2 separate regions of the Mus musculus genome follow, and region 2 is linked to region 1. The links are chromatin contacts, called in public Hi-C maps. All regions are on one chromosome and are shown on one strand. Each heading gives the region's core, a stretch centred on a gene start, on an enhancer-like site or on the middle of the called end of the contact. The rest is flanking DNA. Distances are from core to core; before and after follow the strand shown. Region 1 overlaps Trio (triple functional domain (PTPRF interacting)). Region 2 overlaps Trio (triple functional domain (PTPRF interacting)).

Region 1 (7,230 bases), core at 1,601-4,100:
ATGTTGTACATGTGTTCACGGGCTCACATGTATGTAGATGAGAGGACAACATGTAGGACTTGGGTCTCTTCTTCCACTGTGTGAGGCCTGGAGATGAAACTTGGGTCATAAGGCCTTAGAGCAGGTGCCTTGACCCGCTGAGCCACCCCACCAACCCCTATTTTGGGATTTCTTATATGTTTTATTTAACTATTAGAAGTCACATATCTATAAGACCCTTAGATCTTTAACATCGACATATTTGTCATTCTTTATGTCTAGTCATTAATTTTATATACAAGTTCATGTATAAAAGAAATACACTTATTAATCTTGTGAATTTCCCAAAGAGATCTATCAGTAAAGCCCTGCCAATTTGCCTGCCCAATCAAGAAGATGTTCAATTATATGCTTGAGTAGACTTAGTATGGGCTATCTCTTTTTCCAAAGATATGTTGCTTGTATAGTGGGGGGTGGGGAAAGATGCACAATATTACTAAATGTATCCTTGGTTTCAGAACTAGTCTAATAGGTGGCAGATTGTGGCTGGAGAAAGGTACTGTGTACCCTTGGTGCACAAGGCCATAGAAATATTGGACTTAACTTTCTGCCTTTATAGTTGTACACGTTCAATTGAGATAATCTCTCCTGGGAAAGTCTGGAAGCTGGAGTAAACTTTACACTTTCTGCTTTGGGTGGGGACCTGCCTGTGGAAGGCCTCTCTCCAGCTGTGGATAGCCCCGCTCCAGCTGTGTTCTCAGGGGGCACTCAGTCTGTAGCGATCCCTTGCCTGATGCTGTCTTTTCCTTCTAATATTTCACATGCCCTACAGCACCGTAGCCACATGCAGGCTATAGAATAGAAAGCCTACGCAGCAAGAATGTCTGTGTAGCCAAAACTTGGTTTTAAAAACCTTGTTAAGCTAACAAGATGGCTCACGATTAAAGGAGAACACCAACCCCACAAGTTGTTCTCTGGCCTTCACACAGGTGCTTAGTCATGTGTTTGGCCCCCAAATAAATAAATAGAGTCTAACTTTCAAAAGCCCTGTGTGTTTAAAGAACTTTAAGGAATAAAGGAAGCATACCTGGCAAGTTTCATAGTCACTCGCCTTGGGTGTGCATTGTAAGGTTACTTTGATTTTTAAGGGGGTTTTTGATTATACTGTCCTCCATCCTTTGGGCATCTTGTGCCCACCCTTCAGTTATATCTTTCCATGGTAACAGGCATTACAGAACACCCTTCACGTGCTCTGCTATTCACTGATGAGCAGTATGCAGCGCTGAACTGCGTGGCTGGGCTCCTTGCCTTCCTATGAAGACGCTAAGCGCAGCCTAGGCTTGTAAGCAGTGTTATTGCAGGAGAGGGGCACACACCAGACATACTGTGGATCTGTATCCCCTCTTCTGTTGGTGTTCTGCTAAGTCCCCTGCAAAGTAAACCTGTAGACTTGGAGAAGTTTGTGCTGATATTTTCACATGCTTTAAGAAGAGAGGGCTTATTATTTCATCAGAAACAAACACTTGTCATTAATGTGGTACTGTGCCCATGTTTAACAGTAATGACCCTATGATAAAGCTTCCCTTTTTTTTTTTTTTTTTGTTTTATTTAAATATAGGAGATCCAGCAGCGGCATGGCTTAGCCAATTCCATCTCTTCCTACCTGATCAAACCAGTTCAGCGGATAACAAAGTATCAGCTCCTTTTAAAGGTGTGTATGAAACATTGTCCATCTGCAACATCACACCCTGTGTTGATATGTATCCCCTGGGCACATGTGTCTGTGGTTTCCATCTACCATCGGCAACATCACATCCTGTGCTGATATGTATCCCCTGTGCACATGTGTCTGTGGTTTCCATCTACCATCGGCAACATCACATCCTGTGTTGATATGTATCCCCTGGGCACATGTGTCTGTGGTTTCCATCTACCATCGGCAACATCACATCCTGTGTTGATATGTATCCCCTGTGCACATGTGTCTGTGGCTTCCTTCACTGACATTTCTTGGCCTGTCCAGCTTCTTATTGAAGCAGATACCTAAGATCATATCCCCTAGTTGTACCCTGAAGGAACTGGCTGGCCCTTGTCTGCAATGTAGAATGGTATTTGACTGAGAAATAAGTTCCTGGCTCTTGGACCTTTAGCATCCTCAGACTCTGGTGCTGAGACCCCGACACAGCACCTGTACATGTTTAACCCGCAGCAGCGCTGATTGGAAAGTCTGGAGACTATCTGCCCTGCGTCACAAAAATGCTCAGAATCATTGCTGATATGTGCCAGCATTGAACCCATACCTGGCTGATGCGCAGGTTTTCCATGGACTCCGGAACACTCTGCCCTCATGCCGCTCCCTATGGCTGCTAGCCATTTTATAGACCATGTCCCTACTGATCCCAAGGGCTTCTGCTTTTTGTTGCAATTAAGTAGATCTAAAATTGCCCTTGCAAAAATTTAAGTCTGATTATTTTCAACAGTAGAAAGGGGAACAAACTTACCACAGATGCGTTATGTCGTTAATGCATGTTTGCTTGCTGCATTAAGAGTCATTTACAACTTTTGTCTGGCAAAGGTACTATATTTCCTCTGCCGGTGAAGGACGCGCTGAAACATTAGCGTGTAGACTGTCCACTAATCCCAGCTCTGTCAGCTGCTGCCCTGGGCGTGCAGTAGGACACTGAAGCTTAAGGGTGTCTAAAGCTCTCTCAGTAAGAGAGACCTAGCAACTGTAAAACATGGCTGTGTTCTTTTATACAGATGTGTACTATCAAGAGACCTTTCTATCTCGAAAACCCTACTACCACAACCCCCACCTCCTTTACACACAGTGCAGTGCCAGGGATCAAACCAGGGCCTCACACAAGTTGGGTGAGCACTCTACCACCAAGCCACACCGCACCTCCTCTCCTGTACTTCTGTATGACAGTCTTACTCAGTGACTAGATAGCCATCACTACACAAATCTGCTGCTGCTGTCTGTGAGCATGGCGTAAGCTGGGAGGCTGGGTTTTGCTGGTTTGCATTCAGGTCTTGTCCCCTTTGCTTCCTAAGTCTGCACAAGTGCCTTGTCTCACCGTTGTCCCTTGTTGCCCTCAGAACTCAAGGCTTTGTTCTCAGCTTCTGTGTCCACTAAGATTACACTTCTACTTGTAAATCTTTCTCATTTTCCCCAGAAACTCTGCTGGGAACAGTAGTAAACTCCATCAGACCTCCCCAGTGGGAAGGCAGTCTGCACGGAGGGAGTTGAGGCACATTGTACTTGTAAGGCAGTTTCTGCCCAGCTCCTCAGAAGCATACACATCTGATCAAACATGAAGGTGCCCATCAGATGACTGAGTTCTCTAGACCAGGGGTTCTCAACTTTCCTAATGCCTGTGACCCTTTAATACAGTTTGTCATGTTTCAGTGACCCCCCCCCCCCCGCAACCAGAAAATTTGCATTGCTACTTCAAAACTGTAATTTTGCTACTGTTATGAATCATAATGTAAATATTTTTGGAGATAGGGGTTTGCTGAAGGGATGCTATCTACAGGTTGAGAACCACTGCTCTAGTTCCCCCTCCCCCAAGCTGATGACCACACTGCTCTGAACCCCTTGGGAATCATATACACAAGATTGTTGTCACTGTGACCAAGAACGGTCTGGCACCCATGAAGGAATACCTGAGAGAGACCCATCAGGATGTAAGCTTGTGTTTCCTGCTGTCCTACTCACGGGGGAGCTGAGGAGCTTCCAGGAAGTCAGGAAGTAGCATGACACACATAGATACCCTGGAGATGTGTGGTAGCTTGTAGCTAGTACCTCCCTAAGGAGCCTGCACAGAGGAGTGGTCTGTGTTGTGTTGCTATTCTGATTCAGGGTCCAGCCAGCCCCCGACATTGTGGGATTAGCAGGGCAGGTAGACTGTGGATGGCTGTCACTTGTCACAATTCCATATTCCTTACAAACCAGTAACATTTATTTTCTCATTTTGGAGATGTGGTTGGCAAGGCATAACAACTTCTTTCAGAACGGCGACGGGATCTGACTTCCTCCAGGTCCTCATTCAAGTAGATCAGACACTGTTGCCTATGTGAACCTGAGTGATTCCCTTTTTGTTTGTTTCCTGAGCACCGTGAGCTCTCATGGATTCTGCTGAGGTGTGGCTGGCAGAGCGTTTTGCAGTCCTTTGCGAGTTCACGGTGTTGATCTTCTCCAGGAGCTGCTCACATGCTGTGAGGAAGGAAAGGGGGAGATCAAAGATGGCCTGGAGGTGATGCTCAGCGTGCCCAAGCGAGCCAATGATGCCATGCACCTCAGCATGCTGGAAGGTAACCGGACACACCGCGCCCGAGGCGTCCCCCTCCCCCCTCTGTGCACAGCACTGTCGCTGATGCTGTGTGAGTCAACTATCACACCGCCATCACTGATGCTGTGTGTGAGTCAACTATCACAGCACCATCACTGACGCTGTGTGAATCGACTATCACAGCACCATCACTGATGCTGTGTGAATCGACTATCACTTTCTGGACTTGGTAACAGCAGTGCCATTGTACACTCCAGGAGCACTTAAGTCTTGTTTAATGCTGCCTGGGTTTCCTGCTAACAGAGGTGTAAATGATGAATGAACGCACTGGTTATAGACCCGAGGATATAGAAGATCTTGTTACTTCCCCATTTCCATAGCCATTGCTAGATGTTTGCACAACTCAGTTGTCTGCTGAAGCAGTTGAATGTAGTGTGTAACATGGTGAACAGAAATGAGACAAATGTATCCAACAGGGATTGTAGTAATTCCAGTTTGCACGAATGTTTCTATTTAGTAAAGCTGCCTCTGCACTGCCGAGGTTAGCAATGCAAAGGGCCCATCCCAAATGCTTTTGCTAGTTTATGCCAGGTCATTGGTACCATCAAGAAATTTATTAGTCAGGACTCAATGCCACTCTGTAATAGAGACTCAGAGATCCAGCAATCCTCGTTGTTCTTCCTCTGTTCTTCATGATGTCATCAGAGGGAAGGGCTATGTTCTGGCTCATTTCTGTCCTATGTATTTTCCTACTTGAATAGGTCCTGCAGGACCACATTCATATTCCACCTCACAGCAAGTACAAGAGCCTGTGGGTAGGGAACCCTACTAGCTGTATACATTCATTTTCTCATTTGCCCAGGGTTAGGATGCCTAGCTCTTCCTCACTGTGAAGGGACAGGCGAGTGATGAACTTACATAAGATGGCTCAGTGGAAGTTTATAGTAAAGAGACAGAAAAGAAGGGAGAGAGCAGCTTCCACCCAGGAGCCACTTTGCTAAGTCCTGGTGGCCACATTGTAAGGAAAGAATAGTCAGGGAGGCCACCATGTGCCCGGTCTAGGCAGATCCACGTGCAGAGGATTCCAGACTCCCAGAAAATGGGTTAGTAAAGTTGGCTCCACCAGGCTGGGGCCTGAACAGAGTCTGAGAGGGGCATTTCAGCAACAGAGGAAAAGAATCAGAGGCTGGGGTGCGCAGTACACTGGAGGCACTCTGGTCAGGGGGAGTGATCGCCTGAGCAAAGGCCGTGCGTGATTCAGTGACAAGCAGATGGGACTTAAACCAGATCTCATGTTGGGAGCCAACAGATAGGAGTGGAAAGTAGAGAAGGAAGTTATGAGGAACCCCTGAAAATGTTTGAACTTGGGGAAATACATGCAAAGTAGTATTTTAGGAAGAGCTCTCCCTTGTTAGGAGGGCGGGTGGTGAGCGTGGAGCCACGTTGAAAGCATTTGCAGGCGAGCCGGCAGTGCTGCCTTCTGAGTCGGGTCTGCTTTTGCTTCATGTTGCAGGGTTTGACGAAAACATTGAGTCTCAGGGAGAGCTCATCCTGCAGGAGTCCTTCCAAGTGTGGGACCCGAAAACCTTAATTCGGAAGGGTCGAGAACGGCATCTCTTCCTTTTTGAAATGTCCTTGGTGTTTAGTAAAGAAGTGAAAGACTCCAGCGGGAGAAGCAAGTACCTGTACAAAAGCAAGCTGTTTGTAAGTATGGCGTCCAGAGCTCGAGTCCACAGACCGCAGCTGCAGCCTTCCTGTAGGACAGAAACCTCCTGCCTGCTGCCTATAGCTTCCTCCTAAAATGCTCAGAAATGTGAATCTGAATTGTGATTTCCTCTTCATCAGCTAATTTCTCTGCAAGCCAAGTCCACTAGAGGGCACACTGATACTCTTGGGGCTTGGGGATTCTGTTCTTAGAGCCCATAGCTGCTCACTGCAGGATGGAGAAACACTGTAGGGCAGTGGCTCTCTACCTTCCTGATGCTGGGACCCTCCAATACAGTTCCTGCGGTGATCCCCAAACATAGAACCATTGTTGTTGCTACTTCATAACTAATTTTGCTACTATTATGAATCATAATGTAAATATAGATACAGGATATCTAATACGTGACCCCAGTGGGAGGAGCAACCCTCACACAGGTTGAAAACTGCTGCTGTGTAAATAGATGATGTCCTACCCTAAGCAAGGATTCATATCAATTTAATTTTTTTAATTCATAACATTGTCTTAGTCAGGGTTTCTATTCCTGTACAAACATCATGACCAAGAAGCAAATTGAGGAGGAAAGAGTTTATTCAGCTTATACTTCCAGATTGCTGTTCATCACCAAAGGAAGTCAGGACAGGAACTCACACAGGGCAGGAACTTGGAGACAGGAGCTGATGCAGAGGCCATGGAGGGATGCTGCTTACTGGCTTGCTTCCCCTGGCTTGCTCAGTTTTTTTTCTTATAGAACCCAGAACTCCCAGCCCAAGGATGGTACCACCCACAATGGGCTGGGCCCTTCCCCCTTGATCACTAAGTGAGAAAATGCCTTACAGTTGGAGCTCATGGAGGCATTTCCTCAACTGAAGCTCCTTTCTCTGTGATAACTAACTCCAGCCTGTGTCAAGCTGACACAAAACCAGCCAGTACAGACATCAAAACGTATGTAAGCTCCCTTACTTGCTGCGCTCACTACAGATCCATAATAACGAAGATTTAATTATTCTCCATTAGAAATTAATTTATGCAAAGTAAATGTAAGAACAAATTTTTGAAAATTTGATAATAGCAAAATGGCATTATCACAGAAAAATATGTAATCAAAAATAGCATTTGAAAGACTCCCCAGCCCTGCCCATGCAGAGGCCTTTGGAGTGTTCTAGCGATATATTTTGGCTCGTCATTGTGTTTCTGGGGAGAGGCGCACACCCAGAACTATTGTGCTACCATTCCTCATTAGCCAGCCCTGGC
Region 2 (7,230 bases), core at 2,446-4,945, 100 kb before region 1:
TGGTGTGTGTGTGTGTGTGTGTGTGTGTGTGTGTGTGTGGTCTTTGAGGAAGGAAAGTACCTATAAGTGTATGTGTGCTTCACAAGAGAGCTGCATGTAATTGTCTCAAGAGTTGCCATTTGGTGATTTATTTTTTGAAGTTACCCCTCAAAAGGTTGCTAAGAACTTTGATCTTTTTTCTTTTTAGTTTTTGGTAAATAAGGCTGTAAGATATTTCCTAAGGTTATTGGGTAGTTTATTAACAGGCTGATAAAACCACAGATCATAGGGGTTAAACAATGAGTAAGACTTTTTTTTTCCTTCTGCAAATGAAATTTATAGTCTTGTTTATGAGATTCCCAGAAAATTGCAGATGTATAGGTGGGGAAGGAGTGAAGGGAGACGAGACATGTCTCTGTATGGAAGTAAAAGTAATTCTGTATTGGTGAATTTATAGTAGATTTGTTAATGTGGCTAGAATTCTTCACTCAGAGTTGTCAAGAAGCCTCAACCAGACTGTAGGGTTAGAAACCTTACAGCGGTTCTCAACCTTCCGCATGCTGCAACCCTATCATAGAGTTGCTCATGTTGTGGTGACCCCCAGCCATAAATTTATCTTCATTGCTACTTTATAACTGTAATTTTGCTACTGTTATAAATCATAATATAAAATCTGATATGCAGGATATCTGAGGTGTAGGAAATGTCAAGATAGCTGTGAAAGGTTCAGGGTCTTGCTCCACAGGTTGAGAACCAATGTCTTATGTCCTTTCGTTTCATCCTCTCTCGGAACCATCCTTCTGTCTGTCCATCTGTCTCTCTATCTATCGCCCATTACACCCAGCCTGGTGGGAGGTGAAGCCATCTCAGGCTCCCCATTTCACATGGAAAGTGTGGGAAACTTAGCCTCTGCCAGTGTTCCCCAGGGTGGCAGGCAGCTGACCCAGACAGCTTCGTCCCTGAGCCCTGCCTCGAAGGAGATACTAACTTTGAACTGTGGTGTTGCTTTGAGGTACACATAAAACTTCAGTGCTACTCACCTCTGCCCACCACGTTGTCGGAACCCTACTTGACCCCCTCTCCCCATCTGTTCTTCAGGCAGTAACTTATAACCTCTAGATGCAGCACCTGGAGCAGGGAGCTGCTGAGGAGGTCTTGCTTGGTGTAGGGCCTGATACAAAGCTGTAGAAGGGGAGAGCTACCAAGTGAGTGGGTGTCCATGCCACACCCACTTAAATGCCCCTTCAGTGTTCCCACTTCTTTCATTCATACTAAGTTTAGTTTGCAAAAGGATTCCTTATGCTTTTGGTAGAAAAGATTCTGATGGTGACATGTTCCGCTGTAAGTGACAGTGTTTAGGAGAAGAAACGAGGAAAACAGAATTACCACCCCATAGCATGCCGCTCTGCTGAGCTGCAAACAGCTGAATTCTCTCTCTCTGCCCCGACCCCCACCTCCAGTGTCTTGAAAGGGACCTATGACAAGCGGGAAGAGACGTCTGTGTGGCCTCAGCATGAGGGTCAGTGGCCACAACCACCAGAAGCCTCTGTCCTTTCTTAGTGCCCAGCTGGAGTAGTAAGAGAACATCCCACCATTAGAGCTCTTCCTTGGTAACTTAGCCATACTCTCTCAAGTCAGGACAGTTACCACAACTGCCCAGAGTCTAGCCCTGCTCTGAGGGGGCCGCAGAGCACCATGGGCAAGCTTGTGTGGAGCCTGTCCTGGCTTTGACTTACTAAGTTCCAGCATCCCCAGAGAGTCTAGGAAGGTGATGCACTGTGGGCAGGATGGTCATATCCCAAGGCTTACCTGAGTCCTCAGGCAAAGGATGCTTAGAGTCGCACCCCTCCTCTCCTCCCATCTCTGCTGGCCTTTGCACCCAGCATGCATCTTCCTTTGGACCAGTGAAGATGCTTCATGATACCAAGAGGGAGGCCAGTTCTTCCACATGTGGTCCACTCTTATGCAAAGGAAGATAGCTCAGTGGATGAAGTCTTGCCCCTCAGTGTAAGGACTAGCCGTAATAAGATACCTGGTATCCACATGAATACTGATGGCCATGAAGGGATTCCCTGGGGCAGGTCACTAGGTTAGGGTAACCAGGAGAATGTTGTGTTCAAGTGTGAGACCCTGCCTCAATGTATACTGTGGAGAGCAGTCAATGAAGGCAGTTATTTCCCTTGAATGTTACTAGATCTTTTTTACTTAACGGCCATATTTTATTCTGTCTTTAAAAAGCCCTTCCTTTTCTAAGCGTGGAAAGAGGATTTGAGGTGCAGTCGCAGTTGCAGGAGATGAGGGGATGGTGGGTTGAGGTGGTGGATAGAGAAGGGAAATGGTGTTCTCTCTCTTGTTAACTTGAGCAGGTTTTCCTCAGCCGCCATACTCTGTAGTGTCTTACCCTCTTACCAGGATCCAGCAGGAAAGGAAGTCACCCAGGCCTGTCTGATGTGATTTTCCCTGCTCTGAAATGGGCGTAGGGCAGGGCACCAGGCCTGGTTAAGTGTTGAGTAAATTAATGGCTTTAGCTTTCAAGGCCGTATGCCGCCCACATTGGGATAAAGCTATAATCTTGAGGCAGCTGGACAGGTTCATTACCCATGAGCAAAGTTATGCTGGTCCTGTTTCTTGGACAGGAAGCCATTAGCCTGTAGGATCGCGTCAGGGCTAGTGTTTCTTCAGCAGTCACATCTTCCACCACATAGAAGGACCTGGAAGAAAATGTCAGACTTGACTGTTTAGAATTCAACCTAAAATCAAACAAGTTATGAAGCATGAGTTGTCCTCCCTAGGTTTCTTACACGATTCCACATCCCCTGCCACGCCCCACCACCCCCCCCCCCCCCACCAGAAATTACCTGGATGGCCCACCTTGATTGTGACTGGTCCCTCAGCACAGATGAACTGCAGCGCACACTAAGAAAACAGGGACAGAACTGTCAAGGCAAGTAGGGTGGCTGAAGCACGGAAGGACAATGTCAGCTGTGTCTTGGGCCTCCATGTTCCGGGTCTTGCCTTGGTCGTCTGGGGTTTATTTCCATGCCAGCGACGATGCAGTGCTTGGGTGGGAACGGGTGGTAGTTAAGATTGTCCAGCTAATCACAGCCTCCCCACCTCAGATCAGTAACAGCAGCGCGTGCCCAGATGCGCACCTGTCAGACGGACCCGCCTGGGAGTGGAGTCGAGGCTGTTCTCTGCTCTCGTGCATGTTTTGTTCTCTATTCGACGATAAGCGTCTTCAAACAGGGACTGTGCAGGTTGGGGAATCCCCAGGGCTTAGCAGATCAGTGTGTGTAAAAGTTCTGTCTGAACACGAGCGCCAAGTGAACCAAACAGCTCGAGGCTCCATCGGGGAACTGGCTACTACAAAGTTCTGCCACATTCTTGGATCTCATTAAAGATACGCCCTTCTAGTGAGTTTCATGTTGGAATTAAATCCATGAAGCCTTTACCTCATTGACACATTTAAGGGTCCGTGACTTACTGGAGTGTATTTGTAACAGACAGACCTACAATATCCTAATTTTGCTGAATATTTAGCAACTTTGGTTTATGTATAAACAAGATAATGATTTAAGTATTGTTTAGATGTAACTCGTGGCCACTCAAATTAATTGATTACTTATTAAGACTCTCAGCCTTGAGTAGTAAAAGCAGAGGCTGACAAGATAGGCAGGGCCCCTGAAGCCCGGGGAAGTCCCCTGCAGGAAGGAAGTCCCCAGCCACAACCCAGGTCACAGGGGCTGAATTGACAGTTTACATGTTAGAGAAGCTAGAAGTCTTGTTGGTGGTTCGAGGATAGCCAGACCTACAAAGAGAGACCCTGTCTCGAACTACAAGCAAGCAAAAGAAGTGGGCAGGAGCCAACGTAGGGGTCAGGGACACTGGTGTGGCGATCAACTATAATAATCCGTAAGATTTACTAATGTGTAAGGTAATAAGATTTGGAGCTTAAATCCAAACCGGTGCTCATTGCTGGGATCAAGTCCTTTGTCCCGTGGCATCTGAAGTCTCAGAAGCCTTGGTTCTCCTTATTTGTTTCCTGTCTTTCCTAGTAATGGTCACCAACAGGCAGGCGGACACGACCGAAGCAAGCCTGTTGGCCACACCTCGCACTCACAGAAGTTTAAGTTGTGTTCCGTTCCTGTTGCAGAAAACATATGGCAGAAACCCCGAGATTCGTTCTGTCAGCTGTTCCACTTGAGCCCTCTGGGACTCGGGGACTTGGGACACATATGTGCTGACATGTAAAACAAAGAAGTTCTGTCTGGAGTTGTGTGGAGTTGACGTAGCTTCGTTCCCTCAAGCCCAGGCTGGTCACAAAGTCTCATGACTAAAGCATTTCCTTGCAACTGTTTTTGGGTGAACCCTGCTAACTGCAGAGAAGCAGGCCTCTGATGCCTGCACACTTCCTGCTCCTGCTCCCCCCCCCCCCCTCTCTGCAGTGAAAGTGCAGAAATGAGCCTCCTCCTAAGCATTCTCCCTTCGTATGCTCCACCCTTCCTTCCTTCATCAGAGGTGAGACCAACAGTGATTAGGGCAGAAAATAATGTTTTAATTACATTGCAACAACCCCAAAGTAAAACCTTTTCCTATCTTAAACTACAAATGAAGGACTCGTCGTTAAGTACACGAGACAGCAAGAGAACCAGTCACTTTTAGTGCCTGGCCATTGTGAGCAGGTTGGCAACTTTAGAATATGGTTAGTTCTGTGTTTTTGTGAACTGTACTCAGGAGCCCAGTTGTAGACTGGTGGTGAGGTTTGCCAGCTGCAAAGGGTGTTGTTTTCCTAGGGTTAAATGGCTGCTTGGGGTTTTCTGCCGTGCTCCCCATACGGTGGGACACAGTGCCCAGTGACTGTGACCAGTATTTAGGTCATTTCCAGGATGTGGCAAAGGCTTGAGTGCTACAGGCGCTGAGTGGGTTATGTATCCAGTATTAGGGTTCCCAGTGTGTGCAGTGTGCACACGTATTTCTGGGAACAGGAATGATGGGAGTGGGTTTTTGGTGATGCGTGTAGGAGTTCAAAGGGTCAGAAGTTGAGCGTCTGTCTGGTTGGGATTCTTTCATTTTCGCCTGGGGAGAGAATAAGTATTGGCAAGCGAGCGAGGCTGCACAGGAGGCAGATGTCACATCTGAAGGATTATGTCATGTCAGGGAGTGTGTGTCTTACGGGAAGGCATCAAGAAGCCACAGAGGGGCATCGTGGAAAACTTATGGAGAGCAGTAGAAGGAGGTGTGAGCTAGAAGCCGATTTCAAGGCGAGTGGTGGGGTCAGAAGGACTACTGACCACTGATTAGGAGGCTGCAGATACAGCAAGGCCACCTGCGGGAATTCCACGGTGGGGTGGAAGGCAAGGGGAGCCAGGCGAGGCTATTTAAATGAATGAAATGCTTGATGTGATAATGGATCAGGATTTCTCTTAACAATCAATCTTGGTTGGGCTGGTATCCATTCACATAGCTCAGGGATCGAGTTTTATCGCTCTGGGTCAATTCCCCGGGCTCTTCTGCAAAGCAGTCTGTGGATCAGGTTGGCTTTACTGAACCATGTGTGCATGTATGCATAAGTGAGAGGCACATATGTAATTAGGGTGGCGTCTGCTGTCAGGCTTTATAGCACACATGCACACAGAGAGACACAGAGAAAGAGACAGACAGACAGACAGAGGCACAGGGAGATGGGGGGGGGGGGGACAGGTTGCCCATGTGATTTATTTTGAATCACTTAGTCAGAGAAATGCAATTTCTCTGTTTGCTTCTTTGTTGGTCTGGGATCAGAAGATTAAGGGTGCCCTTGGCCATATTTCCTTTTTATTTTATGAAACTAGAAGAAGCTGGAACCCCTTTTATAATAATAACCACTATATAATAATAGCCGTTATACAATATAATGCCTTTGGACAACTGGCCTATTATATATTATGAATTAACTTCCAATGTACCATTAATGCATAGTTAAAACATCAACAAAGTCTACTGATTTCTTCGTTCGTTTAAGGCATTTGTAATACTCTTAACAAGCCTTTCATCCTTTGGCAGTTCAGCTTGTCCTGTATACTTTGTGGGTAAGAAATGAAAAGCCAGAGCTATATGTTGACGTTTCCTTGAGTCAGTAAAGCTTGTGCTCTTCTTAACTGTGTGCTGTTATAGGCTGTCACTAATAAGACAGGATGAGTTAGCCAATCAGGTGGTTATTACTAAACATTAGAATCCGCTTTGTCGTTATTTCCATGTGGTGGTTTGTGGACACATCTACATTCCCGGTGCATGTGATTCATCCTCGTGTCCAATCTGGGGTCATATAATTTTGTAAAAAATGACATAAGCATCAGTTGATTGTGCTTGCATTTTTTTATATCTTAGTAAGCATTCTGGTGAAAATGTAACCTTTGTTCTCTAACATTCTTCCATAATTAAATGCATTCACAGAAGATTCCGATCCATTAAAACACTTCCTTCCTGTGACACTGGCGTGAGCTTTACACGGCCACCCCACCCCCACCACACACACCTCGCTAGCACTGCCTCCCTGCAGTGGAGCAGCATCCTGCAGGCTCTGCGCTGGAGCGGCTTGCTCAGACAGGGTGACGTCACCCTCTCTGCCGGCAGTGCGAGGGCGGGGCCACCGCACAGATGTGGAGTTTTATCTCCTGCCCTTTGTGTTCCGGAGCTCTGCCAATTACCTAATGAGTAAAATTCGGTAATTACCACCAAGGCTCGTCAGTAAGAGCAGCTACCAGCTTACTATTTAACATTTTTGCTGTGGTTGCTTTAGAACGCTGCCTTAGTTATTAGTCTTACTTGTAGCATAACCTGTGCTTCCGTCAGCCATGCTTCAGTCTTTCCCACAGGCGATTTTTCGGTTTAATAAATGTAAGGTGGGGGTAGCTGACAGGCTCTGAGACCTACGAGGTGGCTGGGAAGCAGTCTGTGGGTGACTGACAGACAATTCAGAACAAGGCACACGGGCAACTTTATCAGGAGCTCTATCTGTGGAGGAATAATAGGGCTCTTAAATACCATGTTTTCCTAAAAGAAAAAAAAATTAAGTCAGCGAATGATTATGTGAAATTCAAAATGATTAAAATCTGCTAGAGGTCCTGAGTGGATTACCAAAAGAAGCTGTTTTAGTTTTAAACTTACTCTTTTTAACACACACACACACACACACACACACACACACACACACACACACATATATATGTATGTATATGTATATATGTATATATTGTATATGAGTACACTGTA

Evidence for each region. A called contact is a pair of places that touch in the nucleus more often than the background predicts.
Region 2: a Hi-C map of regulatory T cells shows a contact between it and region 1, with 4 times the contacts expected there. The contact joins two enhancer-like sites. A contact is called at or near these places in 3 of 484 Hi-C or Micro-C datasets (CD4 T cells, CD8 T cells and regulatory T cells), 2 of 115 datasets of contacts at active chromatin or transcription factors (memory CD8 T cells and regulatory T cells) and 1 of 9 other capture datasets (liver).

The regions. Positions count from the first base shown.
Region 1 is chr15:27,822,726-27,829,955 of GRCm38.p6, reverse strand. Trio (triple functional domain (PTPRF interacting)) reads left to right here. Exons shown (of 57, transcript NM_001081302.1): 28 at 1,598-1,690; 29 at 4,182-4,293; 30 at 5,785-5,975. Among named protein-coding and RNA genes, the nearest start is that of Otulinl, 140 kb to the right of the region's middle. Within about 2 kb of position 2,850, at least 79 of the 459 cell types and tissues checked have an H3K27ac peak or open chromatin away from gene starts, as enhancers often do. A contact at or near this core is called in CD8 T cells, memory CD8 T cells and regulatory T cells, where this site is marked.
Region 2 is chr15:27,923,121-27,930,350 of GRCm38.p6, reverse strand. The region is part of intron 1 of Trio (triple functional domain (PTPRF interacting)); the gene reads left to right. Among named protein-coding and RNA genes, the nearest start is that of Gm29975, 68 kb to the left of the region's middle. Within about 2 kb of position 3,695, at least 145 of the 459 cell types and tissues checked have an H3K27ac peak or open chromatin away from gene starts, as enhancers often do. A contact at or near this core is called in CD8 T cells, memory CD8 T cells and regulatory T cells, where this site is marked.